Regions from separate parts of the Mus musculus genome. Here all the other regions are linked to region 1. A link is a contact called in public HiChIP or PLAC-seq and promoter capture Hi-C data. All regions are on one chromosome and are shown on one strand. The core of a region is the stretch at or near the end of the contact, and the rest is flanking DNA. Distances in the headings are between cores, read along the strand shown. Region 1 holds the start of Sltm (SAFB-like, transcription modulator). Region 2 overlaps Gm46119 (a long non-coding RNA gene). Region 3 holds the start of Fam81a (family with sequence similarity 81, member A). Region 4 holds the start of Lipc (lipase, hepatic). Region 5 has its middle 17 kb from the start of Gm39476. Region 6 holds the start of Myo1e (myosin IE).

Region 1 (4,568 bases), core at 541-3,040:
GGGATGAAATTGGTATGGAAGATCAAGAATCTTTTGAATTCTAAAATTTGGTGAGTGTGACAAACTAATTTGTGGTATAAGAGAGTGGAACTTGGAATCAGAAGATCTAAGATTATTAGCACAGCACTGGCACACACAAGCCATATGTGTAAGCCATATTTTATAAGTCACTTAATCTCTTTTAGCAGCTGGGAAGAATTAAAGGGGTTGTTATATCCCAGAATTCCTTAAAAGTCATAAAGAAATGCTGAACTGACTGACTGCCAGGTATGATTTTATAACGTCCAGTTTTCCTCCATTTGAACCAATGATTCAGAAAGAGCAACCCAAAGTAAGGCACACCTCACCCTTACTATTTATTTATTTATTTATTTATTTATTTATAAAGGTAGGATTCCTCTGTGTGTAGCAACCCAAAGTAAGGCACACCTCACATTTATTTATTTATTTATTTATTTATTTATAAAGGTAGGATTTCTCTGTGTAGCCCTGGCTGTCCTGGGTCACTCTGCAGATACCAGGCTGGAGTGTAGTGTATCTCAGAGATCCACAAGCCTCTCTCCCCTTAGTGCTGATAGGCATGTCCCACCACTGCCCAGTCCAATTTAAGTTTTATAACCAGGAAACTGGAGAAAGATGTAAAACAAAACAACCTCAACCCCACCTTTGTTAGCACCTTAGCATTCCTTCTAGGCTCCGCCCAACACTTACCTAGCAACAGCCAGGTAGGCCTGGATGGGAATGTCCCCCCCCCCCCTTTGACTCCTTTCTTCCTCTCCCCTCCCCCCTCCACGTGTTCTTGGCCGGGCTCTTCTCTTCTGTCTTCTCCCTTTCTCTGCCTCTACTCCCTTCTCAGCTCCCCTTGCCATACCCCCAAATAAACTCTATTCTATACTAGACCAGTCTTATGGATGGTACCTGGGGTGGGGATGCCTCAGCATCAGCCGGATGAGGCAGTCCCTCCCACCGCTCTATACCTCGCTCTACAAAACATACCCTTGCCTTTACAAAACATCACCCACCAGTAAATGTTAATTCAGTTCCCTGTGTTTCCTAACTTTGTCCAACTTTGTGTTAATTCTATAGATATTTACGCTGTGATGATTAATAATATTAAAATTACTAAGAGATACTATGCGGGCTATTTCTCCATAAAGTGGCCCCTGTCCTTGACATACCAAATGCTGGCGGCGCAGGGCAGAGGATACTGTATAGGATCAGGGCAACATATACTTTTAAGTTATTCTCCTTTTGTGAACAATTTCATTGAGCCATCAGGCCCGTCGGAGGGGATGGGCAAGCTGAGGCAAACGAGGAGAGGACGTTTGCCTGGTAGTTTTCAGGCAAAGAGGGGCTAAGCTTCAGGGGGTCACAGCGTGACACTGTCCCCTGGGCTCTCGGCCTCAGGTTTCGCTGGGCGTTCCGGGGCGGAACCCGCCGACCTAAGTTCACTAGTATACCCCGACCACCTTTCCACGATGATTCCGTACTTCTTCCGGGAAGGCTGGCGCACACGCCCCCTCATTTCGGTGAAGAGACGCACCTACTCTCCCTACTATGGGGTGCCTCTCAAGTGGCGATGGCTCTAGGTAAGAGATGAGAGGAGAAGGAGGCTAATGGAGAGGCGGGAACCGTGGTACCGAGGACAGCTGAGCGGTTGGACACGCGGAGACTTTCCCGGGACCACGCCAGAGGCCGAGCCACCGGTCCGCTGCGAGCTCCGCCCCCTCCATGCCTGCTCAGTGCGCACGCGCACCCGTCATCCGGGTGCCGCTGCAGGTTGCGCTGGAGCAGAGTCGGGGGCGTGGTCCCCGTGGGGGGGCGTGGTCAGTGGCTCATTGTGCGCAGCGTAGCGCGGCGCCGCTGGCCGCCCGGGGCCCGGGTTGGAAGTTGGTGCTGCCGCGGCCACCGCCTCCACCGCCGCTGCCTCCTCCTCCGCCGCCGCCGCCGCCCTGCAGCCCACTAGCTGCCTCGGCAGCGCGTTGCTTTCCCAAAATGGCTGCCGCTGCCGGGGCCGTGGTAGCCTCGGCCGCCTCTGGGCCGGCGGAAGGGAAGAAGATCACGGAGCTGCGGGTTATCGACCTCAGGTCCGAGCTGAAGCGCCGCAACTTGGACATCAACGGGGTCAAGACGGTACTGGTCTCCCGGCTGAAGCAGGTGAGGCCCGGACGCTGCGCGCAGGGCAGCGTAGGCCGCGCCGTTTAGGTGCTACGCTTCCGCGGTCGGGGCGGACCGGGTGGTGCCTGTGCGTGCCCGGCGCGCGGGGCCCGCGCCTCCGCGAGGAGCCTGGCCTTCCAGCGGCCTCGCGAGCCGCCGCCGGTCGCGCCCCCTGCCTCCCCTGGGACGCCCTCTCCATCGGCTCTGCGGCCTGCGGAGGGTGGAGCTGCAGACCCTGGGCGGCGCTGGGTACCCCGGCCTACGGGCGGTGCGCAGCGCGTGCATCTCTCGGGCTCCGAGGCGATGGTTAGTTTGCTGACTTGGCCGAAGTTACCGTTTAATTGTGTCCAACCGTTTCTTCACCCCTGTTCAGAGAAATCCGTAGTGGGAGTTGATGAGTGGATGAGAAGGGAAGATTCATCTTTTTTTTTCCCCACTAGGCTTTTAACTGATTTATTTTTAATTCTTAATTTCTGATTGCATCAGCGTAATCATCCACGTTCTCAGTCCTGTTAAGCTTTCAGGTTTATTCGCGTGAAGCCTTGGAATCGGAGACGGGAACAAGTGTACGCAATACGTTAGGAAAACTCTTCCTTATTTAAGTAGCTACAAACTTTCTGTAATAGAACATATTTAGGTTCTTGTTCAGTATATGTGACATGGAACCATCGACTGGGTGGAATTTCAAGTTCCAGGACATTTCGATACTCAATGACACCCTCCACCCCTTTCTGTGTAGCATAATTACTCGTTTGTGAAGTCGGTTTGTAAAATAACTGGCAATTCTAATGTTTTGAGGCTGGAGGTTTGGTAATATATTTTCATTAAGTTTTTATAAAATAAGTTTAGATAGTTTGTGTAGCATATTAACTTCTCTTTCTAATGTAGGCTATTGAAGAGGAAGGAGGCGATCCAGATAATATTGAATTAACTGTTTCAACTGATACTCCAAACAAGAAACCAACCAAAGGCAAAGGTTGTTACGAGTTCTGAACATATTTTAAAATATATTTTGGTTCTATAACTTGGCTCTGCTCTTGTACCACTCGCCCTGTTTATATAGTGCTATTCTTTGCTATTTCCCTCTGGCACTCTGCCTTCTTGGGTCAAGGAAGAAAGTTACTGTTAGCAGGCTCTGAGTAACTTGCAGCCTTTCAGATTCGGCTGAAGATGACCAGAAAATAAGAAAGTTCTTTATTGATTCTGGGGAAAGGTACAAAGTTAAGTTGCATACCGATCCTTCATAGTAGGAATATCTGAAGAAAGAAATACAGTTTGATCCATGTCTACCTTGCCCCACAATTGGCAGAGTTTTGGTGAAATTCCCACTAGACCTTTCCTTGGCTCTTTGCTGTTCTCTCTAGTATATTCAAGATCTGTAACCTTTGTTTAATGTTTTAATTGACATACTGCTTATTTCCCATTTATTCCATTATGCAGTCTAATAATTTTCAGTGAAATTCAAAAGACCTCATCGATCATACTAACAAAAGCAAAAACCCCACAACTGATTAGCTTTAAAGAAGTTTTAAGGTATGGGGATACTAGGTTTTTAATGTAGCTTTTAAATTGGGCTCTGTGTATTTCCAGGGCAGAATGATCTGATGTGAATAGCGAAAGGTAATTTTCACATGAATATTTTGATAATAAATGGGAATTAGTTATTAAAAACATCTGGTGAGTATAATCTTATTTGAATAGTTGCAAATTTCCGCTTCTCATAAACTGTCACAGAGAGTAGACAAATAACTGTCTGATGCCTGGTATCTATAGTTTCCATGCAGAATAAGTCATGGACTTCTGTGTCATTTTGTTAGGAACATAATTTTCTTAACTGCTGTACCCGATCTATACACAGTTGTGATGGGAATAAGATGATTGAATAGACCAGGTGGTGGTGGCACACACTTTTAATCTCAGCACTTGGGAGGCAGAGGCAGGCAGATATCCAGTTGGGGGCCAGCTTGGTCTCCAGAGTAAGTTCCAGACAGCAAGGGCTACACAGAGAAATCCTGTCTCCAAAAACACAAAAACCAAACTAAACCAAAGCCAAGATGATTAAATTTTATAGAAGAGAATCTTCAATTTTGATCTTAAGCACTATGACTCAGGACCTGGTCAGCTTACTATTTGACATTTCTTGATTCAAGAGTTCCCTGTGTGTGCTGAAGAAATTAAAAAAGGATAAGAGTTTCCTGGGTCAATAGGAATGCCAATATGGCTATACAATTTTAGAAGGTTAACTAAGTCGTCTTGAAGACCTGAGGCTTTTAAATTTAGAGGGATAAATTCCTTTCACCTTGGAAGCTTCTGGTGAAGTAGGAGTTGTTTCATGTGAAAAAGAAGTATGTCACTGGGCAGTGGTGGCACATGCCTTTAATCCTAGCACTTGGGAGGAAGAGGCAGGCAGA
Region 2 (4,568 bases), core at 1,348-3,847, 480 kb after region 1:
TTTGCTTTTTACATCTCAGAAGGGATCCAGTGTGGTGCAGGACTCAGACCAGAGGCACTAAATGGAAGGACTGAGCTGATGGTTCTTGCTGGGAGCTAGGGCCAGCTCGTGAGAGAGAGTTGCTGCTGTAGAGGCCCAGAGTAGTTAGGTGCTCTGCTGTCCAGGAACATTTCTGGTGGAACTTTTCAGCCAGACCCAACAAAGCCAGATTCCTAAATCAAGCTTGTTCAATCCAGATGGCTTCCTTAGCCTTGACAGAAGGGCTTGGGAGTGTGTGTGTGTGTGTGTGTGTGTGTGTGTGTGTGTGTGTGTGTGTGTAGGAAGGTGGCGTTTTTTAATCTAGGCTTCTTTTTGTTTGTTTATTTATTTACTCACTTTTAGGTCTTTAATAGTCCCTTTGTGGCCTTTCTTGGTTCAAACATACTTTTTACCTTTCTTAAGCTTTAATCTAGGAAAGAAAAAGCATCAAAGGTCTCCTGTGTTGGAGAGCAGTTGGAATCTCTTTGCTGACAAGATCTTGTGGTGGCACTTGCTTCCAAACTTGAATATGGACAGATATGTCTGTAAGCCAGGGAGAACCCTATGACAGGCAGGGGAGATGGTTTAGGGATAAAATACCCTCAGAACAAACATTAAGACCTGAATTCAGATCCCTAGTACTTAAAGCAAAACCAGACACAGAATGCACGACCCCATAGTCCCTGTGCTGGGCAGACAGACACAGGGAGATCCCTGGGGGGGGTCACTAGCCAGTCAATCTAGCCAATCAGTGAGCTCCAGGTCTAGTGGAAACATCCAACACCAGCCTCTGGCTTTGACAGACAGACAGACAGACAGACAGACAGACACACACACACACACACACACACACACACACACACACACACACACACACACAGAGAGAGAGAGAGAGAGAGAGAGAGAGAGAGAGAGAGAGGATTCCTCTTGCCCACTTTAAGAGAGCTCTATGCTCTGCCGATATAGAGCTCTGACACAAAATAAGCTGGCTTTGTTCAACAATCACCTAGAAATATGATCGTCTTAAATGCCCACTCTAACACAGATGGCCATTTTGCATAGGAAGGACCAAGGCTTAGTTTTAGGAACTCTCCTGGGGACACTCAGATGTGACTATTGATGTGGCAACTCTCTTTCTTGCCTGGTGCAGATTTTTCTGAGAAGCTGAAACTCAATGAAGTGTTCCAAAAGAAATGAAGTGGAGAAAGCAAGTGGCGGGGAGAGGTGCCCTGGTTCACCTAGGAGGCTGGTGCATTAGAACCTCTCTGCTAGCTGCACAGCTCTCGCCAAGTAAAGATGTGGGACCCTACTCCAGGCTAAACAGCTTAGACTCTCCACACATGAAAGGTGTCAGGTGGTGTGTGTGTGCGTGTGTGCTTCATATATACCCATAGGTCAGAAGACAATGTGTGGGAGTCTGTTCTCTCTCTCTCTCTACCATGTAGGTCTGAGGGGTCGAACTCAGCTTCTCAGGTTTGGGAACAAGTGCCTTTACTCTCGGAGCCAACCTCACCAACCCTTGTGGAACGTTTTGAATAGACTCCCTGGATGCTTCTAACAGGCTTGCTCAGGTTCAGAACCACAAAGGATGCTTCTGGACATGCCACAAGAACTAACTTCTTCAGGAAGGCGAATTACCACTGGCTGCTTTTCTTCCAACAGTAACTGCATAATAACAGGGCTTTGGGCGTGTGCTCAGGGGCCCAAAGGCCTCCTGCTTCTTCCTCTTTCTTTGGGCAAGCCTCTTACCATTTTTCTCTTTAGTTTTCTCTTCTGTAAAATGAAAGCTAGTAACACCTCCCTAAGGGAGTAGTTGTGAAAATTGAGGAGACATATATAATATAGTTAGTGTTTGCCTCATAGCTCATAAGAAGCTTCGTTCTCTCGAAATAAGTTGTTATCTGTACATTTACATAATAATAGCTCTAAAGTAGGCTGAAATCGTCATTCTGGGGCCCCTGGACAGGCAGGCAGGCGGTGTGCTTCTTGGTTGTCTCTGACAGAAGCCCATTGGTTTTCCTCCTTGGAAATGCTTTTCTCAGCAAAGGAAGACACATTCATGCAAATTGGCTCAGGTCTGCAGGTGCAGAGCGATCCGATCCGGAAATTAGCTTTCGCTAAAAATAAGCCAACTTGATCAGTTCTGTTCCCAGCAATACAGTGAGTTAGCAGAACGCTTCCCTTCTCGACAAATGAAATGCTGGGTCCGATGTATTGTAAAAATGCACCCATCTGTGGGCTGATGTGAACACAAGGAAGCCTTGAGCTATGAACAAGAGATTTAAGAGTTCTGGGAGGGAAGAGCATACCAAGATTTGCTTTTATGTTGGAAACTTCTGCCAAGTGGCAAAGCCTTGGGCTTCTGCCCGGGAAATCATGTGGGATGTGAAACAGCAACCTAAGTCCAGCGGTTGACCAAGGTGGTACGTCAGAGGAGATTCTCAAAGAAGCAGATCCCCCAGGGATGCTTTTGGTGAGCACCAAAATTGTTGCAAGAAAAGTCAGCTGGCCTCTACTCCACACAGTTAATTTGGTTCAACACAAACCGACTCTCATTTGCCTTTGCCTATCAAATCCGTAACATGGTCGTGGCTCTAAAGACCCAACTCCGAGAGGGTGGGCCATGGCTCAGTGGTTAAGAGCACTTGCGGCTCTTGCAGGAGACCTCAGTTCTGTTTTCAGCACTCATCTCAGGCAGCCCACGACTGCCTTTAACTTCAGCTCCCAGGGATTCAGTGCCCTCTCTGGCCTCCATAGGTGCCCACGTTTGTATGTTCGTACAGACCTACAGACACATAAAAATCAAAATTAAATGGAATTAATTTAATTAATTCAATTAATCATTAATTTGAAATTAAAATAAATCATATTTTAAAAGTGAAAGACCTGAAAAAGCATTGCCTTCTGCCAAGGCTGGACCAACTTCCCAAGGCTGATAGCTGCTTGTGGTTGCTTCCTCTCTACCCCAGCCCATGGTCTAAGCTCTCACTTACCTGATTCTCTGAACTAGGGAAGGGCAGAGAGAGGGGCCTTGTCTCTTGTGTTCTTCCCTGTGTGGAAAAGAGGTTGCAGGTCAGGGCCAACTGTTTGCTCAAGGTCACTTGGCTCTGACCCTGGTGAAGGCTCTCTCCTCACTATGTAGCATTTCCTCTTATCCTGGGGTGGGCCTCAGAGAAGAGAATATCGAAAGGCCACCGCAATTAACCCTACACTGGCTAGTTCCTTCAACAGCTTGAAGAAGATAATTTTATGTTTTTTTTTTCTGAGAGGTCTCAAGCTCTGGCAGGAAACTAGCAGAGGATTTCCTGAAGACACACAAGGGTGCTGGGGGAGTCAAACTTGGGTTACTGCTGTTCCCAGTGGCCTTTAAATAGTAGCTGTGTATCTCATGGATAGTAGAGCAGCAGGACTCATCTTGATGTTGGGGTGCGGACTGGATTAGAGCAGTGGTTCTCAAGCTGTGGGTCACGATCCTTTGGGATGGCTAAGGACCCTTGCTACATCTTGAAAAGCCTGCCTGCTCCATAATATTAGCCTCTGGGCTGTGGTTACAGTTGTAGGTGGGTGGGTGTGAACCATGGGTGGATAAGGGGACTGTGAATGATGGGTGGGTAAGTGGGCTCTGTGGGTGAATAGGCATACACCTGGGGGCTCCTTCTGTTGCTTGGATGTGATGGGATGAACATGTCACTTCTATAGTCACGTCTCCAAAACCTCTTTACTCCAACCTAAGGACAAAATAAATCATCAGATGAATTTCCCGCAAGAATAAGAAATCTATATAGAAGAATAAGAAATCTATATAGAATGACTGGAATATATCTCAAAGTCATGAAAACCAAAGAGAAAATGATGATACCTCACAGATATGAGGAGACCATGGACAGAGAAGAGTTAGATGCAGGACAATACTTGGGAATAGAAAGAAGCTAAAGTGGGACCTCATAAAATTGCAAAGCTTCTGTAAGGCAAAGCACACTATCAATGGAACAAAACGGCAACCAACAGATTGGGAAAAGATCTTTACCAATCCTACATCTGATAGAGGGCTAGTATCCAATATATACAAAGAACTCAAGAAATTAGACTCCAGAGAACAAAATAACTCTATTAAAAAATAGGGTTTGGAGTTAAACAAAGTATTCTCAACTGAGGAATATTGAATGGCCAAGAAACACCTAAAGAAATGTTCAATATCTTTAGTCATCAGGGAAATGCAAATTAAAACAACCCTAAGATTCCACCTCACACCAGTCAGAATGGCTAAGATCAAAAACTCAGGTGACAGCAGATGCTGGCGAGGATGTAGAAAAAGAGGAACACCTCTATTGCTGGTGAGATTGCAAGTTGGTACAACCACTCTGGAAATCAGTCTGGCTGTTCCTCAGAAAATTGGACATAGTACTACCTGATGACCCAGCTATATGACTCCTGGGCATATACCCAGAAGTTGCTCCAACATATAACAAGGACACATGCTCCACTATGTTCATAGAAGCCTTATTTATAATAGCCAGAAGCTGGAAAGAACCCAGATGTCCCTCAACAGA
Region 3 (4,568 bases), core at 1,396-3,895, 400 kb before region 1:
CTCCCTCCTCTGTTTTTTTTCTAGACAAACAAACAAATAAACAAAAAAGAAATTAAAAAAAAAAAGTTGTGTGTGTGTCCCAGCACACACTGCCACTTAGAAGAGTCATTCTGTTCTTATACTGTGCTCAGATTCTGAACCTCTGGCTTGGGTTGTCCATCTTGGTGACAGGTGCCTTTCTCTGCTGAGCCATTTTGCTAACCTAAGCCTTGTTTTTTTGTTTGTTTGTTTGCTTGTTTTATAGAAAGGGTTTTGTTTGTTTGCTTGTTTTTGGATTTTTAAGGTCCTACAACACCCTAATGATTCCATCTTGATATTTGAGAGACTAAATAAACCCTGTCTTTTTCAAAATGTGCAGAGCAATTCTGAAGGGCCACCAGGTCTGGCAAGTACCAAACCAGGAACACAGGAATGAGGGTCTTGAGAAGACAGTATCACATTCTAAGAGTTAATACGTTGGAGGTGGCACTAAAGAATATGGGCAAGGTCATCCTGGTTCTCAGAAGAGGTGTTGTGAAGGAGGCTGTGCTCACACCCTGGCAGAGGGGAGAAGGGGGGTGGGGAGAGACAGGCTCGGAGACAGGAAATGAAAATACAGGAGTGGGCTGCAGGATACATGAGAGGAGACACGGTGGGTTAGCAGCCAGCACGGGTAGGAGAATGAGTCCTTTGCCAACGAAGGATCTAAGGTCCAGGACTTGTGGGTCTTTAAAGGGGTTGTAGGCTCACAGGCAGAATTCTTGAGCAATGAGGACTTTTGTATCTGTATGCTAATGCGATTTCTAATATGTAAACCATTAAAGATTTCTAAGCCCTCAGGTAGCTGAGCTGGCAAAAGCTTACTAACTGGAAACTTGGCTTCCCAGCTCACAGTTTTACAGAGAGAGTCAGATTTCCATGGATATCAAGAGTGTCCTTGGAACACAACGTCAGAGGCATCTCAACAGTCCAGTGATGGGAGTCATGGGGACCTGTTGTGGCCCCTTGGAGGAAAGGGAAGTTTATGGATGAAAAATGGCCTCTGTGTCATTTTTAGTTCCAGCCAGTGCTAAAATTAGAAAAAATACCACAGCCTGTAAGTCACCTCTACACACACACACACACACACACACACACACACACACACAAGCCAAGGTAGATACAATGTGCATTTCTTAATAAAGAACGTATTTACTCTCAGAAAGCTAATTCGTTAATTTTTTAATTACATTTATTCGTTTAGCTCCTGTGCCTTGTGTGGGTGTGGAGGTCAGAGAACAAGTTGTGGGGGTTGGATGATTCTCTCCTTTCACAATGTGGGTTCCAGAGATCAAACCCAGGTCCTCAAGTTTAATGGCAAAGACCTTTACCCCACCCCCACCCCCCACCGAGCCATCTTGCTAGCCCCCTAACCCCAAATCTCCAAAGAACAATGCAAATGTCTGGCCCTAGTTCTAAGTGATTCCCTCTGTAGATCCAAACCAGTTCAACATTATTTCTGTGAAATAACCTCTTAACAGCATACACAGACTTTAAGCTGAGTGCACGCATGCGCATGTCACACACACACACACACACACACACACACACACACACACACACACACAGCTTCTGCACATTGAAGAAATGACTCACTTAATTTGCCACTGCCTGCCACTACTGGGTTTTGATTTTACCTGTTCAGACACAAAGTTTCCTATCAGATCAACTACAGGAAAGAAGTATTTGGCAGCTTGGACCCTGATTGGGTTCAGGACTTAAGTGCACCGAAGGGATTTTAATCTATGCATTTTAAGGAGCCTTTCCGGACCCCAGACTGTTCCCTCCATAAAATGGTAACATTTCTTGCTACTTTGGGAGCCAGCTCATTGGAAACCCCTTGCGGAATAAATATGGTTAAGTCTTGCATCCCCAGAGGGTCCCTTCCTCAGCTCACAGTACCAGCAAAACAGCCTTGTGCTGCAACTGGAAAGAACCAGAGCCCTTCCTTTCAAAGGATGAAAACCAGAGAATCCGCGGGAGCAATGTGGCTAACCCACCCAAGGTCACTCAGCTCCAACTGTGAATGATAGACTTGCCCCTAGTCCTGGCAAACTCTGCACACCCTTGGCTCTCCTCAAACAGTCCCTCGGGGGCCTCTTCTGTCTGCTAGCTTGCAGCCCCCGCGAAGATGCAATGCCACTTGCGCTCTGCGCCTAACTTCAGCCCTGCGCGTCAGCATTCAGTTAACCCTCTCGCGTCCAGAGTGTCACGCGGGGCACACGAGGCTTCATCCCTCACCCCCTCTCCCCAGCACTATCCCATGCCTATCCATGGAGTGGTTGCTCCAAGGTCACATCGACGGTCCCTGCGGAAGCACCCGCCGCTTGAGTCTAGAGGATGCCCGGACATGTGGGGAGGGGAGACACCTCTGAAGACTCACCCGCGCGCGGATCTGGCGCGCCGAGGCTGCCCATGTCGTCGCCGGCGCTCTGGGTGCGGTGGCCGCGAGCGCGGGGCTTTGCGGGGCGAACCCGGCTGCGGGCCCGCGCTCCAATCAGCGCGCGCGCGGCCCGGCCCGGGGTTCGCGGCTCCCCCACCCTGGAAGGGCGCGAGCCGCCGCGCGCCTCCCAGAGCCTCTTCCGGGCGCGTTGCCTGGACGCGGTTGCCGTGGCAGCCCGAGCTGGAGGCTTTCCCCGCGCGCCCGCGCCCAGCCCGCCGGCGCCCCTCCTCCCACCGCGTTCCCACACTCAAAATAGCCTTTCCGCGGCGCCGCGGGTCCCCACCCAGTTCGCTGCAGGGAGTCAGCGGGCGGGGACTTGCTTACAAGAACCTCAGTCCCGTCGTAGGGCGCGTCGACTTGGAGGCAGAGGTAGGTGTAGGGAAGGATGCTTCAATGAGAGCCCAGCCTTCCAGGTCTCTATGTCATCAATCATTTTCCCGGGAATCCTAGCATCCCTTATGTACCAAGCCTGGTTCCCACAAAAATAGTTAACTGCTTTTCCCACCTCAAACTGGGGAGAAGTTAGGGGTGAGACCACAGTCCAGGAAACAGCTCCTTCCAGCGCCACACCTGCACAGGTGATGGAACCCTCCAGGCGACAAGTGTGTATGAGGGAATCACCAAGCCTCGCGCACAAGAGACAGGACCCCTGGGAAAATGCCCGTTTCTCCTCCCAGCCCTCTTCCTACCTTCTGCCTCGCTCCCAGGGAGTTCCAGCTTTGCTCTCCTTCCCATCAGTGCTGGATCCTCAGCAGGAATCACTCACAATTTTGCTTCCTCTCCGTAAGGTGGGGTTTAAGAAGAGTGGAGGATCCCACCTTTGCTCACCTCACTGCGTCTGGTTCATAGCTCTTACGTAGAGGCATGGGCTTACCCAGTGTAGGTGCTCCTGTCTGGCGGCTCTCCTCTGCCCCCAATTCAAAGGAAGCTAGGAAGAACGCAGGCTGTGCAGCCACTTGGGAAAGCTCTGGTCTTGGAATTCTCGATCCTGTAGTTATTTATGTGTCGTCTTGGGTGTTCTGTAATTAACTCGCCTGTAAAGTAATAACTCCCCAAAACACACACACACACACACACACACACACACACACACACACACACACACACACAGAGAGAGAGAGAGAGAGAGAGAGAGAGAGAGAGAGAGAGAGAGAGAAAGAGAGAGAGAGACTGCTAAGGTGAAATGGAGAAGATGAAGATGGAGAAGGCAGGGACTCTGCTCCCCTCCCGGCCATTGCAGCCTAACACATATTGATCAGATAGTTAGACGGGTATAAAAAAGACTGCTGACCAGAGGGCATGGCCTTAAGTCCTGTCTCACGGAGATCTCACCTAATAGTGTTCTTTAGTGTGTGATGGTTTATTTCTCTTTCTGTATCACTTGGTGCACAGCGTGTAAATACGGATGGGATCCAATCCCATGGCGAAAGGTTCTCTGAGAATTTCCACCATTTAAGATAAATTTGAGGGGGCGAGGAGATGGCTCAGTAGATAAGTGCTTGCCTTGCAAGTGTGAGGACCTGAATTTCATCCTCTCTGAATTTCATATATATATGTGTGTGTGTGTGCGTGTGCGTGTGCGTGTGCGTGTGTGTGTGTGTGTGTGTAGAGGGGGGAAGAGGGAGAGAGAGAGAGAGAGAGAGAGAGAGAGAGAGAGAACTCGTGTCGTGCACATATTCTCACACAGGCTCCCCACATGCACAAAATAAATAAACATGCCAGCCATGGGGATTTGGTGTTCACTTGTAATTCCAGAGCTGAGGAAGCAGAGACAGGCAGACAGATCAGGGCTCATAGGTCGTGCAGCCTTGCCTTCTTGATGAGTTCTAAGTCTGTCTTTAAAAGGTGGATCATGCCTAATGAATGATATTTGAGGCTGTCCTCTGACCTACACACACACACACACACACACACACACACACACACACACACACGCACGCACAAATGAAACATATTACTTGCCACAGTGTCTGGAAACACAGCTGTTACGATAAAGTGCCAGCTCTCCTCACAATGAGGCCAGAGTCAGGTTCCAAGGCTTTCTACCTGTTCCCATAGGCTGCCTTCTAGCGCAGGGTGTGCCTCTCACAACCAAGACAGTCAGTTC
Region 4 (4,568 bases), core at 1,549-4,048, 390 kb after region 1:
GTGCTGGCTCAGGATCACTCTCTCCTCTGTCTTCACCTTCCTATTCTTCTCCTCCTCCATATCTATTTCTTCCTCTATTTCTTTTCCTCCTTCTCTTCTTCCTCTGTCTTCTTATCTCCTCCCCTATCTTCTCTCCTCTTTGCTCTCCATCTTCATCTCTGTCTCTTCTTCCTCCTCCCTAGATAATTTACTCTCAGAAGGCTCTTCAGGCTTGGAAGACACAAGCACATTATCATCTCTGAAGCTGTGCTTCTGCCCAAGGAAGGCCTTGCTTTCTTATTCTCTGATGCCAGCTTGCAAGACCCCACACAAACGCACCCCCACCCCTCCCCAGGCTCGGTCTGCACAGGCAGCTGGGCACGAGCTCTTTCATGATCACTTTTCTCCAGTGGGACTCATGGCACGCCATGCTGTGGTGGAGAAACATGCGCACCCATAACTGATCGCCTTCATTACACTCAGCGGGCTGCCTCATACATTGGATTTGACACATATGTGGATCATTCCCATTCCCTTCTGCCCATAATATAAAAATATTTTCAGTAATGTTAATGAAAAAGTAGTAATTGTTTTCTCAACTCATTCTTCAGTTTTAAAGCAATGGACAGATTTAAAGGACAGTGTTTTTTGGTTTTTTTTTTTGGTTTTTTTTTGTTTTTTTTTTTTAAAGACTAACTTCCAACTTTAAGATAGTCAAATACAATAAAATTACTCTGGTGTGAACTCAAATTTTTACTTGCCAAGCAAATTCTTAAGCTTTACAGTTCACAATCTGTCTTATTCATAAATTTTTAAACACAAGCAAAAAAATCTTAGTGGACGGGTATCACATTGGAAAACAGAATTGAAGTAATGTGAACCCTGAACTTTCAGTTTTACACTTGCTTCCATCATGTTTATTTTTAGCTTCCTGTTTAAATGTGGGAATGGGTATTAAGTACCAGGAGGGCTGGAGACATGAAATGTGTCTGAGAGAGGAAGAAGGATTCTGAGCCACTACACGCTCACTCCCATGGGGAGCACACATCCGTTGTTTCTGAGCTCCAAGACTACGTAAGTAACATGTGCATGGGTGTGGGAGAGCATGTGCTGCACATGTGTGGTGGTCAGGGGATGGCCTCAGGGTTGGTCCTTGATTTTTTTACACCTTGCTTGGGACACAAAGACCAAACGAAGAAAGAGAACTTCAGACCAATCTTTATGAACATTGATGCAAAAATACTCAATAAAATTCTTGCCAACCAAATCCAAGAACACATCAAAATGATCATTCACCACGATCAAGTAGGCTTCATCCCAGGGATGCAGGGATGGTTCAATATACGGTAATCCATCAATGTAGTCCACTATATAAACAAACTCAAAGAAAAAAACCTCATGATCATTTCATTAGATGCTGAAAAAGCATTTGACAAATTTCAGCATCCTTTCATGTTAAAAGTCTTGGAAGAACAGCAATCACACTTAACCATTGAACCATCTTTCTAGTTCATCCTTGAGGAAAGAAAAGTTTAAGTCTCCGGTGGATATAGATGCTCAAGTCTGTGACCTCAGTGCTCCTCAGTGCTCAAGAGGATCTCAATGTCGACCCTAGCCTGGGTTACACAGACCCTGTCTCCAAATCCATCCATCCATCCATCCATCCACCCATCCATCCATCCATCCATCCATCCATCCATCCATCCATCCATCCATCAAAATTTTAAACATTCTAGGCCAGCAGATCTTCATGACAATGGGCACAGAAGCAAGGTTCCAAACCCCTGTCTAATTTGGTCAAGTTGTCCAGTCAATCCTACCATTTACTGATCTAACACGCCATTCAGCCAGGAACCTGGACCCCATCTGCCTGGCAGGGCATGGAAGTCTATCCTTGGCCATCACTGTAGTTTATAAAGCCATGGACTAAAAAGACTGATGGCGGCGGCTCCTTCAGCTCAGGAGAAAAGCTTTGCCAGAAAAATGTAAAGACTAGGAAACATGCGAATGACATCTCTGCTTTAGGCAGGACTAGAAACAGGACTCAGATTCCCTTCTCTTGGGAGAGAGCAAGGCGATTTCACAACCCCAATAGGACAGAGCGTTTGATGGCTCCCAGATGACAAATTAGAATTCAAATGAACTTTAAGGATGATCCCAAGTCTTTCAGGTCATTGTCTTTCAAGTCTTTCAGGTCATTGTCTGCTGAAAAAAAAACTTTTCCCATGGTGTCCATATGACACCTGTAAGAGGCCACACTGCCCGTTACAGGGGCTTTTTTTTTTCCCTGTCATCTACTCTCATCTACTCTTTTTGAAAATACGGTCCCTTTTACAAAGTGCTACACAGCTCTGGGTACCTTGGGAGCCACTCATAGAACCACTTCATGAGCTCTGAAGCAGATCCCATCCCAATGTCAATCTCTGCAACACAGTCAAGACCAAAAAAAAATTCACGGCCATTTCTAGAGAAAAGATAAACACTTACCTGTTCCCACGCCTTGTCCACAAGCACTTGATTGGATAAAGATGCAGAACACCAGGAAAATGGAGATTTGGAGGGGATTTCCCATGTCTCTGGCCTCACCTGGGGTCTGAGGTCTTCTTGCTAATGTCTAGAACTAAAGAGACCAGAGTGCTTCTTGGTGCTCAGCTGGGGAAGGCCCCCATTAATTATTAACCTTAAAACACGTTACCTAGAATTTAAACACTTTCTTTACCTTCTCCAGTCCAAATCTATCAATATCTAGATTGACCCACAGAAGCACTTTTTATCTCGATAAGTTTTGGAAATAAAACACCTCGCCAGGTCTTCTTTCCTCTTGAGCCAAGCTCATAGTTCAGAATCAATCAATTGAGAGTCAGTGTGCTGTGTTTGGACATTTGACCAAAGGTCAGCTGGGTGACCTCTGTATTATTGCCTGCTTTACCGCCCCCCCCCATAGTACTTGAATGGGAGGTAGTGTCGTGGTCCTGGTCTTTCTAGTCGCATGCCAATCCCAAAGAGAGATGAAAGCCCCCACCCCCAGGGACTCTGCTTCCTGTTGAGTTCAGCCATGTTTCTGGCACCTGTGGTGTAATTGTGATGGGGCAGCATGTCTTATAGCTGAAAGAGGAGCTGGAGCCTGGTGAGGTCAGGTTAAGAAGGAACTGGGTGAGAAGCAAAGACCAGAGTCTCGCTGAGGGCCCCGTTGAGAGATACCCCAGGATAAATGCACTCACTGGGTTAATTAATGTCCAGCCAAGAGTAGAGGGCTGTGAAGCAAGGTCATTCAGCAAAAGCAGGCAAGAAAGGGTGTGATGTGCAGCTCTTGCAGAGTTCTTGGCTCTCTAGTGTGATTTAAATTTTGTTGTTGTTGTTGATTTAGTATGGACACACTGAACAAATAAATGCTGTGTGTTGAACACCACTGTGTACCAGGCGCTGTTGTTGGCTTTAAAGAATAGTTAAGTGAATAAAGTAGGCAAGCAGTCCAGTCCTTGTGGAGTTTACGTGCCGTGGGCAATGTGGGCATGAGAAGGATTATATGGTAGAAAGCAGAGATGCATGTTTGAGAACTATTTGGCTGGGAATATAGCTTAGTTGGTAGAGTGCTTGCCTAGCACGCATGAAACCCTGGGCTGGATCCCTAGTATAGTGGCTTTGGTGGCACATGCCTATAGCCCCAGCATTCAGGAGGAGGTGGGAGTGTCAGGAGTTCAAGGTCATTTCTGACTCCACAGTGAGTTCAAAGTCAGCCTGTGCTAGATGACACCCGGCAATAAAAAAATAAAGTACAAATAAAGAAATACCAGGGGTGATGGAGAAGGCAGTGGTTTAAACAGAGTGGTCAGAGTGAATCTTGCTTGGAAGTTGTACCTGAAACCAAGGCTTGAGGGGAGTGAAGGGGCCAGTCTGCGGGGAGAAAGACTTTCAGACAGTTAAGGCAAAGGTCCTGAGATTGGAACATGTTTGGTGTGTTCCAAGAACAGAAAGATGGCCCGTGAGCAGGGAGACTCCTCTGAAGGGGGTACAGAAAGGACTCAGACATATAGAACAAAGGAGCAAATAATTTGATCTGTGTTGTTTTGCATGTGAGCAAGGCTAAAGAGGAGAGCTGACTGAAGAGTGAGCCAGGGAGCTGTGACGATGGCTGGTGTGATGTAACCCTGGGCCTGGGTGGGGGCTGGGCTGTTGTTTAGAAGTGGGACTACTAGACTCCCTGGATTGCTGGGAGGGAGGAGGTGAGAGGGGAGTGAAGAATGACTGGAGGCTTTGGGGTTCAGCAAATAGATGAATGGGGTTACCATCCACGGAAGTGATGAGTGAAACAAGTCTGGCAGGGGGAATGAGGAGCAATTCAGGTTTTGCTCTGTGGCGGGCGTCTGAGTTGGCTCTTAGACACTCCAGTGGATGGTGGAAATAGTTAGCAGACAGACAAAGTGCCAACTGTTGTCTGCTAATGGCTGGCTTAAAAGCTCTCTGAGAGAGCTGGGGAGACAACACAGGGAGGAAACTGCTTGCGGTACAAGCACGAGGACCTGAGTTTGATCCCCTAAATCCACATTTTAAAAGAGCCAGGCACGAGCATGTTCTTGTAATCCCAGTGC
Region 5 (4,568 bases), core at 627-3,126, 370 kb before region 1:
TTATGAAAAAAAAAAAACATTCTGTTTTTTAGCACCGTTCTTAGAAGATTTAATTAAGAGAACTGTTAAAGAAAGGCTTGGAGCTTGGCGTTTAATGGGAATACTGAGGTACATTGCCCTTTTGGTTAGAGATGTATTAGATCTGTTAATGCCATGGACACACACACAGAGACAGAAACATGGTGGGAACCCTGTGAAGAGTTTGGGTCTATGAGGGAGAATTGGGATCCCTTTGTTATGTTTCAGAGGAAGGGGGTGTCTCCTGTAGTCAGACTGTCTTTTATTTCATGGGGGTAGAAGGGGAGGAGGGTATCTTGCATTACCAAGAAGGAATGTGGGACTCTGAGAAAATGGAAGAATGGCAGAACACAGCTGGACTTCCTTGGAGAAGTGAGAGTGGCCCTGCCCTTCTCTAGGAATCCCTGCACACCCGAGGAGTCTAGTAGGGAGTCAGAGATTCACAGGCAGGAGTGTTGGTCAGGAGTGTTCCTTTATAGAAGAAACAGACTCTGCTGATAGGCATGGCCTGAGCCCAGCTCTCTCTGAATTCTAGAGTTTTAAAAAGATATAATTTCTCCTGAAATTATATGTAAGTGAAATTTTAAATTTGTAGCAAGTTGGGGTTTTTGTTTTGTTGTTGTTGTTGTGATGGTGATGGTGGTTGTGGTGGTGTGTGAGAGTGTCCGCGCACGTGTGTGTGTGTGTGTGTGTGTGTGTGTGTGTGTGTGTGTGTGCGTGTGTGTGTGTTATGTGTAGCCAATGATAATCTTGGAACTCCTGATCCTCTACCTCTACCTCACAAGTGCTGACATTGTGGGTGGGGTGCCACAGTGTAGGGGCCAGCAAAATGTCTGGGCAAATCGATTCTACAATTGAACTGGAGAGCTATAAATCTTTGAATGGCTAGGAGAACTTCTAAAAGAGACAACCTTGTGGAGAGTGTAGATATTCTAAATAGATACACTTGTGATCCTCCCTTTAGGTATCAGACTTATTGAATGGTCCCCAGGGAACTAATTCCTCACTCTCAGATGTCTCACCATAGTAGGAGGTGAAGGCTGGAGCCTGCTACCAGGCAGAGGAGGAACTTGTCCCCCAGGATTGTCAGACTATGGTACAGGAGAGACAGGTGATGGGTTGGTGATGGGCGAGACCACACCTTCCTTGCCTGGGATGGCTTAGTTCTGCATTCTTCCTACTTTCCATTCAAGTTGAAGCCTCATGTAGGATGCTGGGGAAGGAGGTGGGGGAAGAGTGTCACGAGGTCCCTTTGTTCTTCCTCTGAATAAACACATCTCCCTTCTTAGCTTCTTACTGTTTCTGTCTTTTCAATTGGCACATTGAGGATGTGGAACTAGGCCTAGCTTGTTAGGGACGCCATGACCCTAACAGTCTTTGACCCTAACAGCTCTGGTAACAGTTTCAGTGAGCCTAGCCCAAAGATACATCACAGGTGTTTGTTAGTGACTTATACAAAGTCTACCCTGGAAGGACAGGAAGGATTGCAGGTTTCCAGAAACTGATGGAAGGAATCTCTTCACCATGGGGACTTTTCTTATTTTCCACTTCAGCCCCCACCAGCTGCCTTTTACCTCTTCTTGAAGAGAAACAGGTATTTAGACTTTGTTTCTTTGACTCTCATGAAAATCTGACCCATGGAAGTTTCTTCTGGACCTTGGGCTTTGTTTTGCACTTGACCTAACAGCAGTTTTCAACCTGTGAGTCTTGACCCCTGAGGGGGAGGTCAAGAGATCCCTTCACAGGAGTCACCTGAGACCACAGGAAAACACAGATATTTACATTACAATCCATAACACTGCAAAATTACAGTTCTGACATAGCAACAAAAGCGATGTTGTGGATGAGGTCGCCACAGCAGGAGGAACTGTATTCAAGAATAGGACCACTCGGGAGGTGAGAACCACTGACCTAGAGGCTCTCCTGAACTGTTTTGTTTCTTTAGACTATTTCAGCATGTGACAGGGAAAGTTGAAGTGTGTTGGTCTTTGGTGGCTGTACTGAGACACAGGGGTTCTGTTCAAACATTTAAGACTGAGAAACAAAAGTCCTGAGGAGAGCCAGGAGGATTGAGTTCGAAGCCATTTTCAGTTATTTGTCAAGTTTGTGGAGGCCAGCCTAGGCTTTTTGGTTTAAAAACAAGAAAACAACAACAACAACAACAAAACTGATCAGACATAGTGGCACAGGCCTTTGTTCCAAGCTCTTGAGGCAGAGGCGGAGGCGATGGGGGAGGGCTGCGGGGGCAATGTGGGGGGCAGGGGCGGGGGGGGGGGGCAGAGGCAGAGGCAGAGGCAGAGGCAGTCTCTGTGAGTTCAAGCTCAGCCTGCTCTTTTCTCTGATTGGATAAATGATCAAAAGACCTTACATAAAAGATAAAATAAAAACTAACAACAACAAAAAAAAAAAAACGGGATATTTTTGTGACACCAATCGTAGAAGACTTTCCTAAACAAATCTATATGTGCTTATGTGGACACAAGTGCAAGTGCCCACGGGGGTCAGAAGATGTGGGATCCCCTGGAACTGGACCTACAGGTGGCTGTGAGCCTGGAGTGTATAAACCTTGGGAAAAAATAATTCTGATTTTGACTCTGGAAAATAGCAAGGATTTTTATTGCGCATGACATCATGAAGCTAACAGACATGTGATAGGCCAGTTGTTTGCAACACCTATAACCAATGATGACTTCACATCCAGGCTGTATAAGGAACATTTACTGATTATCAGCATCAAAAACAAACAAAAGGGGACTAGAGAGATGGCTAGTTGGTTAAGGGTAGGTACTGCTCTTGGAAAGGACCCCAGTTTGGCTCCCAGTATCCAGAGTACCACCTGAGTTGTACCTTAGCTGCTGTTTTACTCTTAAGTGTACTCTTCTAGAAGATTCTCTTCTTGGCTAGTAAGGAGAATATTTACAGCAGCATTGTTTGCAGTAGATAATTCAAGAATACATAATTAGGAGGTGTCCTAGTTTCATTCCTGTTGCTGGAATGAAATCACCTGTCAGAAGCAACTTTGGGAAGGAAACAGTTTATTTGGCTCACAATTCCAGGTTACAGTTCATCGCTGCAGGAAAGTCACAGATGCAGGAACTTGAGACAGCTGGTTCTAACACACCCACAGTCAAGAGCAGAGAAAAACAAAAGCACCCACTCTGCCTGCCTGCTCGCTGCTAATACTCAGCCAGCTTTCTTTACTCTTATACAGTTCTGGGCCCAGCCTAAGGATTGGTATTGCCCACAGTGGGCAGGGTCTTTGAATACTAATTAGCAATGAAGACAATCCTTCATAGACATGCCAGTAGGCCAACCAATCTAGATAATTCTTCATTAAGATGCTCTTTCCAAATGATTCTATTGTATCGAATTGACTATTAAAACTAACCAGTAGAGCTGGGGAGATGGCTCAGCAGTTGAGAGCACATACAGCTCTTGCAGAGGACTTGGATTCAGTTCCTAGCATTTCTATTATACACCTCGAAACAACCTCTAAGTCCAAACCCAGGTATCTGATGTACACACACACACACACACACACACACTTTTAGAAAAACTTTTTTTTTTCTTAGACAGGGTTTTTCTGAGTAGCCCTGACCTGTGGAACTTGCTCTGTAGATCATGCTGGCCTTGAACTTACTGAGATTCACCTGCCTCTACCTCCCAAGTGCTGGGATTAAATGTGAGCGACACTACCAGCACAAAAGATATAAGGAAAGCTTTAGGGGCTGGGGATATGGCTCAGTAGTAGAGCACATAGGTTCAACCGCAAGACCCATGAAAGTAAATGAAATTAATATACTTCTAGCCAGATAAAGCATATCTAAGTGATACATTTGGCCTGTAAAACACTAGTTGGTAATCCCTGGTGAGTGTCATGGGTAGGAGTTTGTTACTAAATAAAGGGGTACAGAAGAGAGGAATGGAAGTAGACCCTCTTTCCCACTGTGTTGTCCTCAGCCCCTCTTCTTTTTTGTTGGAGATGCAGACACAAACAGATTGGATTTGAGAGAGCAGACATGGGATATTAAGATAATACTATCACCCTTTTATCCCCAAATTAAGATACCATCCTCATAGCCACAGATTTTGATATTCCTATCAGTATAGAGCAAAGGTATCATTATAAACATAAGAAACACACATGCTCCACATTCCTTGAACCACACGATGGTAGTAACCATGGCAGTGACCCTGAGTAGACCTTATGGATCTCTGAGAAGGCGAAACATAAAGAGGATGGAGTAGGGGTTTCAGCTGAGCCCTTGAGCAAGAACTCAAACATACCCCCACCTCCTTTGACTGATGACATCATTGCTTTTACTTAGCTCTGAATAGTCCATCTTCTCATGGTGGCAAAGAGGAAAGAGGCTCTAACTGGGTGAGGTGACAAATCAGGTGACTCTAAAGACCCTTTGACAAAATATTTTTATTGTATGTGCATGGATATTTTGCCTGCATGCATCTCAGCACACCATATATATATTCCTGGTGCCCAAAGAGGCCAGCAGAGGGGTGAGCTTTTTTTAAATGATCCTTACTTATACCCC
Region 6 (4,568 bases), core at 1,024-3,523, 340 kb before region 1:
TTTTTGTCTTAATGGGGTCTCACTCTTACCCAGGCTGGCTAGACCTTCTGGGCTGAAGCAATCAATCCTCCTGCCTCAGCTTCCAGAATTACAAATGGACAAAGGATGGTGAACAGCACGTAGGTATAAGAAATCGAACCCCAAGCCCCTGCAAGAACCGCCAGTGGTCTTAACCACTGAACCACCCCTTCAGGCCTCTGCCTTTTTTGTTTTGGTTTTTGAGATTAGAGTTTCTTATTGACGTGGAAATCATGGAGTAGGCTAGGCTGCTTGGACAGGGAATCCTAAGCTTTCCTGCCTGTCTCTGCCTCCCCAACATCCCACGACACCTTAATATTTTTCACATTGGTTTTAGGGATCTAACTCTAGTCCTCACACTGGCAAAGCAAATAGGCTCACTAGCTCCAGGTGAGCCACCCCCAACCATTTCTTGTTGTCTTCCTACCAGATCATAAAGCCAGCAAGGTGTGTCACGGTTGTGCGTCTTGTGTCTGGCCTATCTCCTGTGGAAGGAATTCAGTTCTTTGCTGCCCGGACAGGGGGAATAGTCACAAAAATTCAAACATGACTTCCTTTCAAATTGGTATGAGATGGCTCAGTGGATAATGGCACTTGCCAAACCTAACCACCCGAGTTCAACCCGGGAACCAACATGGTGGAGGGAGAACCAGTTCCCACAAGTCGTCCTCTGAACTGCATCTGCGCACATGCTCAGAGGCGTGTGTGTGCCTCTCCCTCCTTTAAAAAATTGATGTAATTCAGAAGATTCTTACTCTAAAACGCACAATTCAGCGGTTTTGGGTATAGTCAGCTTTACTACCAACATCAGTACCTAGGGGACATCCTTGGACCACTCCCCACAAGACAAAGCCCCTTTGTTCCATCAGCTGTCCCTCTACACACCACACCTGTCCCGAGCAGCCAACCAAGATCTACTACTCTCTGCAGCATTTCCTACCCACCACTGTAACACACGGAATTGTTCCTCCTGAACTTTGACCTCAACCTCTTTCACATAATTAGGTTTCCTGGGTCCTTCTCTGTTGCAGGGTGTATCAGCATTCGCTCCTTTTCCTGGTTTGGCCATAGTCCTCTGAAGGTATGCACCACATTAAAACAAAGAGCAAAACTCGTCCTAGCCAAGATGATTTGATTTTTTACTATCCGTTGCAACTCTAGGATCCTAGGTTCACGTGAATGGGGACGACCGAATCTCAAGATTTTCTGTGCTCTTTTCTTCCTGAACTCTTCTTCCTCAGATCCTGGGAGCGCAGCCCCGCAGAGGCCCTGCGAGTTTACTTCCTCAGTCTTCCCTTTCACCAGGAGTCAGACTCCCTAATACTGTTTTAGGAATCCCCGTTCCCCTCTCTCCTAGGCTACCTGGCTTCCTGAAACCGGACACCGCGAGGACCAAGGTCTCTGTCTCTCTCTTTTCTTCTTCTTCTTCTTCTTCTTCTTCTTCTTCTTCTTCTTCTTCTTCTTCTTCTTCTTCTTCTTCTTCTTCTTCTTCTTCTTCTTCTTCTCCTTCTCCTTCTCCTTCTCCTTCTCCTTCTCCTTCTCCTTCTCCTTCTCCTTCTCCTTCTCCTTCTCCTTCTCCTTCTCCTTCTCCTTCTCCTTCTCCTTCTCCTTCTCCTTCTCCTTCCTCCTCTCTCTCTCTCTCTCTCTCTCTCTCTCTCTCTCTCTCTCTCTCTCTCTCCCTCTCTCTCTCTCTCTCTCTCTCTCCCCCCCCTCCCTCCCTCCCTTCCTCTCCCTTCCCAAGGAAATTAATTCAGGTACAAAAGACGGGTGGAGGAAGTATTTTCGACTTCCCTCACAATCCAGAAAGAAAAAAAAAAGAGAGAAAGAGAGAAAGAGAGAGAGAAGAAAAGAAAAAGGATTTCCTTTGAGCTGCGACTTTGTGATCTTTTAAGCAGTTAAAAATATTTCTTTAAAAAAAAGAATCTAGGAAAATCATGCGACTTGTGAGTGGGAGCTAAGTCGATGCTAAGTTTCTCCGTAAAGAGAAGCGACAGGAGCGCGGTTTCCTAACCTCCCCAAGTGTTTTCATCCCTTCGGTTTGGGGGTGGCTCCCTGGGGACGGCTAGGACAGCGGCGCGCTCTGCGGGGTAGCGAGGCCGCAGGACTACAGGATCCAGAGGCCTTTGTAAACTCTTGTAGTTCACGCTTGTTGGCTACCTCGGCTTCCCTGAGGAGTGACGCTGCGAAAACAAATTCTGATTGGTCAGGCCTGTGCTGAATTCTCCATTTATGGACAGATTGCCCGGCCCGAGCCCAGCCTGAGCCAGAGAAGAGTTCGGATTAAGTGTTAAGAGAAAGCGGGTCCAGGCAAAGCAGTTGGACAAGCAATCCCGCAGAGCGCATCAGGGTGCATCTCTAGACAGTTGGGGATCGCCAGGTCTGAGTGTGCACCGGGTCTGCTAAGTTTTGCCTTCACCTAGCGTTTCGGATCCCGCCTGGATGGAGTCCCTCTTGGATTTCCATTGGCTCCTGTGAGTGCTTGGGTGTCGGGAGCTTGTTTTTTGGCGAAGGGAACCAACTTTTGAAGTTCGCCCAGGAGACCGCGTTCCAGCCTCAGTGCCTAGGCAGCGGGACCCGGCGGAGGCGCGACCGCGGCGGGAGTCACCATGGTGAGTTGGCTGCGCCGCGTCCCAGGACGCCTGACCCTGGGATGGGGCAGGAAGCCCCGGAGCGGGCACCTACCTTGGGCAAGCTGCCCAGGCCAGGGGGTGGAGAAGGTGGACGCGGGAGTGTGCACTTCTGGAGCGCTGATTTCCTGCTGTTTGCTGTAAACCGGGTCTTAAACGGGAAGAGGGAGAGAGGAGGGACAAGAAAAACTCTCTGGAGTGACTTTCTGCGCCGCGAAAGTTTTGGTGCCAATGTTGTTGTGGCTGCCAGCTGTCTGAAGCTTGAGAGTGGGCACGTCTGTTTTCACCGGCACAGCCGTGGGACCGGAGACTTTTTTCTCCTCTAGAGAAGGTGAGGGGCACGCCTGTGTCCCTCGGGTCCTCTCCCCTGGGCAGGCACTGGCGTGAGCTCCCTGGCAGGCTGATCCCGCAGTTGTTCTCCTGGCATTGGGGAGGACCTAGGCAGCCCCGCCTGCGCTGGTGATGGGCCGAGCGCTGCACAAAGGCAGGCAGGGGCGCCAGGTACTGCGGAGCACCTGGCGGTGGCCCGGGCTGCAGGGACTCTGACGACAGCGCGCAGCGGCAGCCAAACTGGCCGGGAGCCCAGGCCTGTAGGGTCCCTGTGTAGGGTAAACACCTCCTGAGGAGGGCCCCACCCGGTCCCCAGCTCGAGAGGACCGCCACCCTCTCGGAGATCGTTCCTGGTTTTGTTCTTTCCCACTTGGTACTTGGGGGAGTGTCTGGGTTGGACAGCCTCTCTGTAACTCATTTGAGACTAAGTCCCCAGCCCAGCCACCCTCCTCTCTCAATCCCAAATAACCTTAGCCACATCCCCTGGGCTTTGCCGTGGTGTGGCTTTCCTACTGAAGGACAAAAACAAAGATTGAATTTTAGAGACATTGCCAGCCACCCGGACCGAAAGGGGGGGGACTTTAAAAACTTAAAAAAAAAACTTTTAAAAGGTTTTAGAAGGCTTCAAAGTTTCCACACTTGCTTCGTGGTGGAGGAGCTTGTCCTCCTGGCTTTCTCATTGTTTACTGGCGGTGAGGGTGAAGCTTACTAAAAAAGATGCCTAGCATAGCGCTGGCTTGAGAAATCTGTATCCCAGATCCCCAGCGCCAAGCATCCGCAGCGCACGCCCGGGTAGAACCCACATTCAGTTCACAAACAGTCCTTGCCCCCCCGCGCTGTTTATTCAAAAGAATGATTTTAAAAACAAACGAAACCTTTAAAGGGCATCCTGGCCCCAAGCTTTTACTTTCCACATAGTTCAAAATTATGTCACCTTTGCCCCTGAGAGAGAATACTTCATTTATAAATAAGCTTCCCCCGCCAGTTTCGAGGTTTCAGAAGTCAGTCCACCCTCATGGTGTGCCTCATGGGTGGAGTTTCTCCAGCCTCTGACCGCTTGAACTTGAACAGTGATAGTCCTGGTGCCTAAGAATTGCTGTAATTACTTTCCGTGGTTCAATATTTCTAAAAAAAACCCAAAATCAATGTGTTTATGGCCAAGGACTTAAAGAATTTTACTGTATGTAATTGCTTAAGTGCTACCTTGAGAAAAATCCTTTGTTAAACTCACTTTTTTTTGGCTGCGTAGACCCTAAATTAGCCTGTGATGCCCTTTCCAGAGACGTGGGAAAACACGCTCAATTTGGCTCCTTGCAGTTGGGGTAGTTTATTTGGTCCATCAGATGTGGAGGTGTGTCTTAGAGTCCCTTTCTTGGTTGATTTATCAGGGTAGACAGGGTGTAGTCACCTCCTCCTGGGTTCCCTGCCAACAGCACAGATGGGCATGTTGTGGGCCACTAGGAGGCTATCTGTGCATCAGATATGGTTGCCCGGGCCACAATTTACTGCCCGGAAAAGTTGAAACAGCTGGCTATCCTTAAATAGATGTGCCATGGACAGAAAGAACTCTAGTATCTAGAGTCATTTGGACAA

The links. Promoter capture Hi-C pulls out the DNA fragments that hold promoters and counts their contacts. HiChIP or PLAC-seq counts read pairs in DNA pulled down with a chosen protein or histone mark.
Region 2: a contact with region 1 is called in an H3K27ac HiChIP or PLAC-seq map of SST interneurons, with 2.9 times the contacts expected there. The contact joins the enhancer-like site here to the promoter of Sltm in region 1. A contact is called at or near these places in 7 of 39 promoter capture datasets (the C10 cell line, erythroid cells, fetal liver and 4 more) and 2 of 115 datasets of contacts at active chromatin or transcription factors (SST interneurons and acute myeloid leukemia).
Region 3: a promoter capture Hi-C map of liver shows a contact between it and region 1, with 5 times the contacts expected there. The contact joins the promoter of Fam81a here to the promoter of Sltm in region 1. A contact is called at or near these places in 8 of 39 promoter capture datasets (embryonic stem cells, frontonasal cranial neural crest, liver and 4 more), 1 of 484 Hi-C or Micro-C datasets (embryonic stem cells), 2 of 115 datasets of contacts at active chromatin or transcription factors (both in embryonic stem cells) and 3 of 9 other capture datasets (adipose tissue, macrophages and pancreatic islet).
Region 4: a contact with region 1 is called in an H3K4me3 HiChIP or PLAC-seq map of embryonic stem cells, with 6 times the contacts expected there. The contact joins the promoter of Lipc here to the promoter of Sltm in region 1. A contact is called at or near these places in 7 of 39 promoter capture datasets (the C10 cell line, HPC-7-derived erythroid cells, hippocampal neurons and 4 more), 1 of 15 datasets of contacts at CTCF or cohesin (large pre-B cells), 2 of 484 Hi-C or Micro-C datasets (the G1E-ER4 cell line and embryonic stem cells), 3 of 115 datasets of contacts at active chromatin or transcription factors (astrocytes, embryonic stem cells and fetal liver) and 1 of 9 other capture datasets (embryonic stem cells).
Region 5: an H3K27ac HiChIP or PLAC-seq map of embryonic stem cells shows a contact between it and region 1, with 2.2 times the contacts expected there. The contact joins the enhancer-like site here to the promoter of Sltm in region 1. A contact is called at or near these places in 6 of 39 promoter capture datasets (3T3-L1-derived adipocytes, cranial neural crest, embryonic stem cells and 2 more) and 3 of 115 datasets of contacts at active chromatin or transcription factors (bone marrow-derived macrophages and embryonic stem cells).
Region 6: a contact with region 1 is called in a promoter capture Hi-C map of pre-B cells, with 2.4 times the contacts expected there. The contact joins the promoter of Myo1e here to the promoter of Sltm in region 1. A contact is called at or near these places in 14 of 39 promoter capture datasets (the 3T3-L1 cell line, 3T3-L1-derived adipocytes, cranial neural crest and 8 more), 7 of 484 Hi-C or Micro-C datasets (embryonic fibroblasts, embryonic stem cells, muscle stem cells and 1 more), 5 of 115 datasets of contacts at active chromatin or transcription factors (astrocytes, embryonic stem cells, epiblast stem cells and 1 more) and 2 of 9 other capture datasets (adipose tissue and liver).

The regions. Positions count from the first base shown.
Region 1 is chr9:70,540,925-70,545,492 of GRCm38.p6, forward strand. It overlaps Sltm (SAFB-like, transcription modulator), which reads left to right and starts at 1,791. Exons shown (of 21, transcript NM_025690.4): 1 at 1,791-2,157; 2 at 3,046-3,133. The coding sequence starts at 1,996.
Region 2 is chr9:71,016,269-71,020,836 of GRCm38.p6, forward strand. It overlaps Gm46119 (a long non-coding RNA gene), which reads right to left. Exons shown (of 4, transcript XR_001779225.1): 4 at 1-2,803. Among named protein-coding and RNA genes, the nearest start is that of Gm46119, 9.9 kb to the right of the region's middle. Within about 2 kb of position 2,598, at least 22 of the 459 cell types and tissues checked have an H3K27ac peak or open chromatin away from gene starts, as enhancers often do. A contact at or near this core is called in SST interneurons, where this site is marked.
Region 3 is chr9:70,138,912-70,143,479 of GRCm38.p6, forward strand. Fam81a (family with sequence similarity 81, member A) reads right to left here and starts at 2,646. Exons shown (of 9, transcript NM_029784.2): 1 at 2,402-2,646.
Region 4 is chr9:70,932,010-70,936,577 of GRCm38.p6, forward strand. Lipc (lipase, hepatic) reads right to left here and starts at 2,799. Exons shown (of 9, transcript NM_008280.2): 1 at 2,467-2,799. The coding sequence starts at 2,551. The region is part of intron 2 of Gm32017 (a long non-coding RNA gene); the gene reads left to right.
Region 5 is chr9:70,175,270-70,179,837 of GRCm38.p6, forward strand. No RefSeq gene overlaps it. Among named protein-coding and RNA genes, the nearest start is that of Gm39476, 17 kb to the left of the region's middle. Within about 2 kb of position 1,877, at least 2 of the 459 cell types and tissues checked have an H3K27ac peak or open chromatin away from gene starts, as enhancers often do. A contact at or near this core is called in embryonic stem cells, where this site is marked.
Region 6 is chr9:70,205,077-70,209,644 of GRCm38.p6, forward strand. It overlaps Myo1e (myosin IE), which reads left to right and starts at 2,274. Exons shown (of 28, transcript NM_181072.3): 1 at 2,274-2,627. The coding sequence starts at 2,625. All of the region lies in intron 1 of Gm26849 (a long non-coding RNA gene), which reads right to left.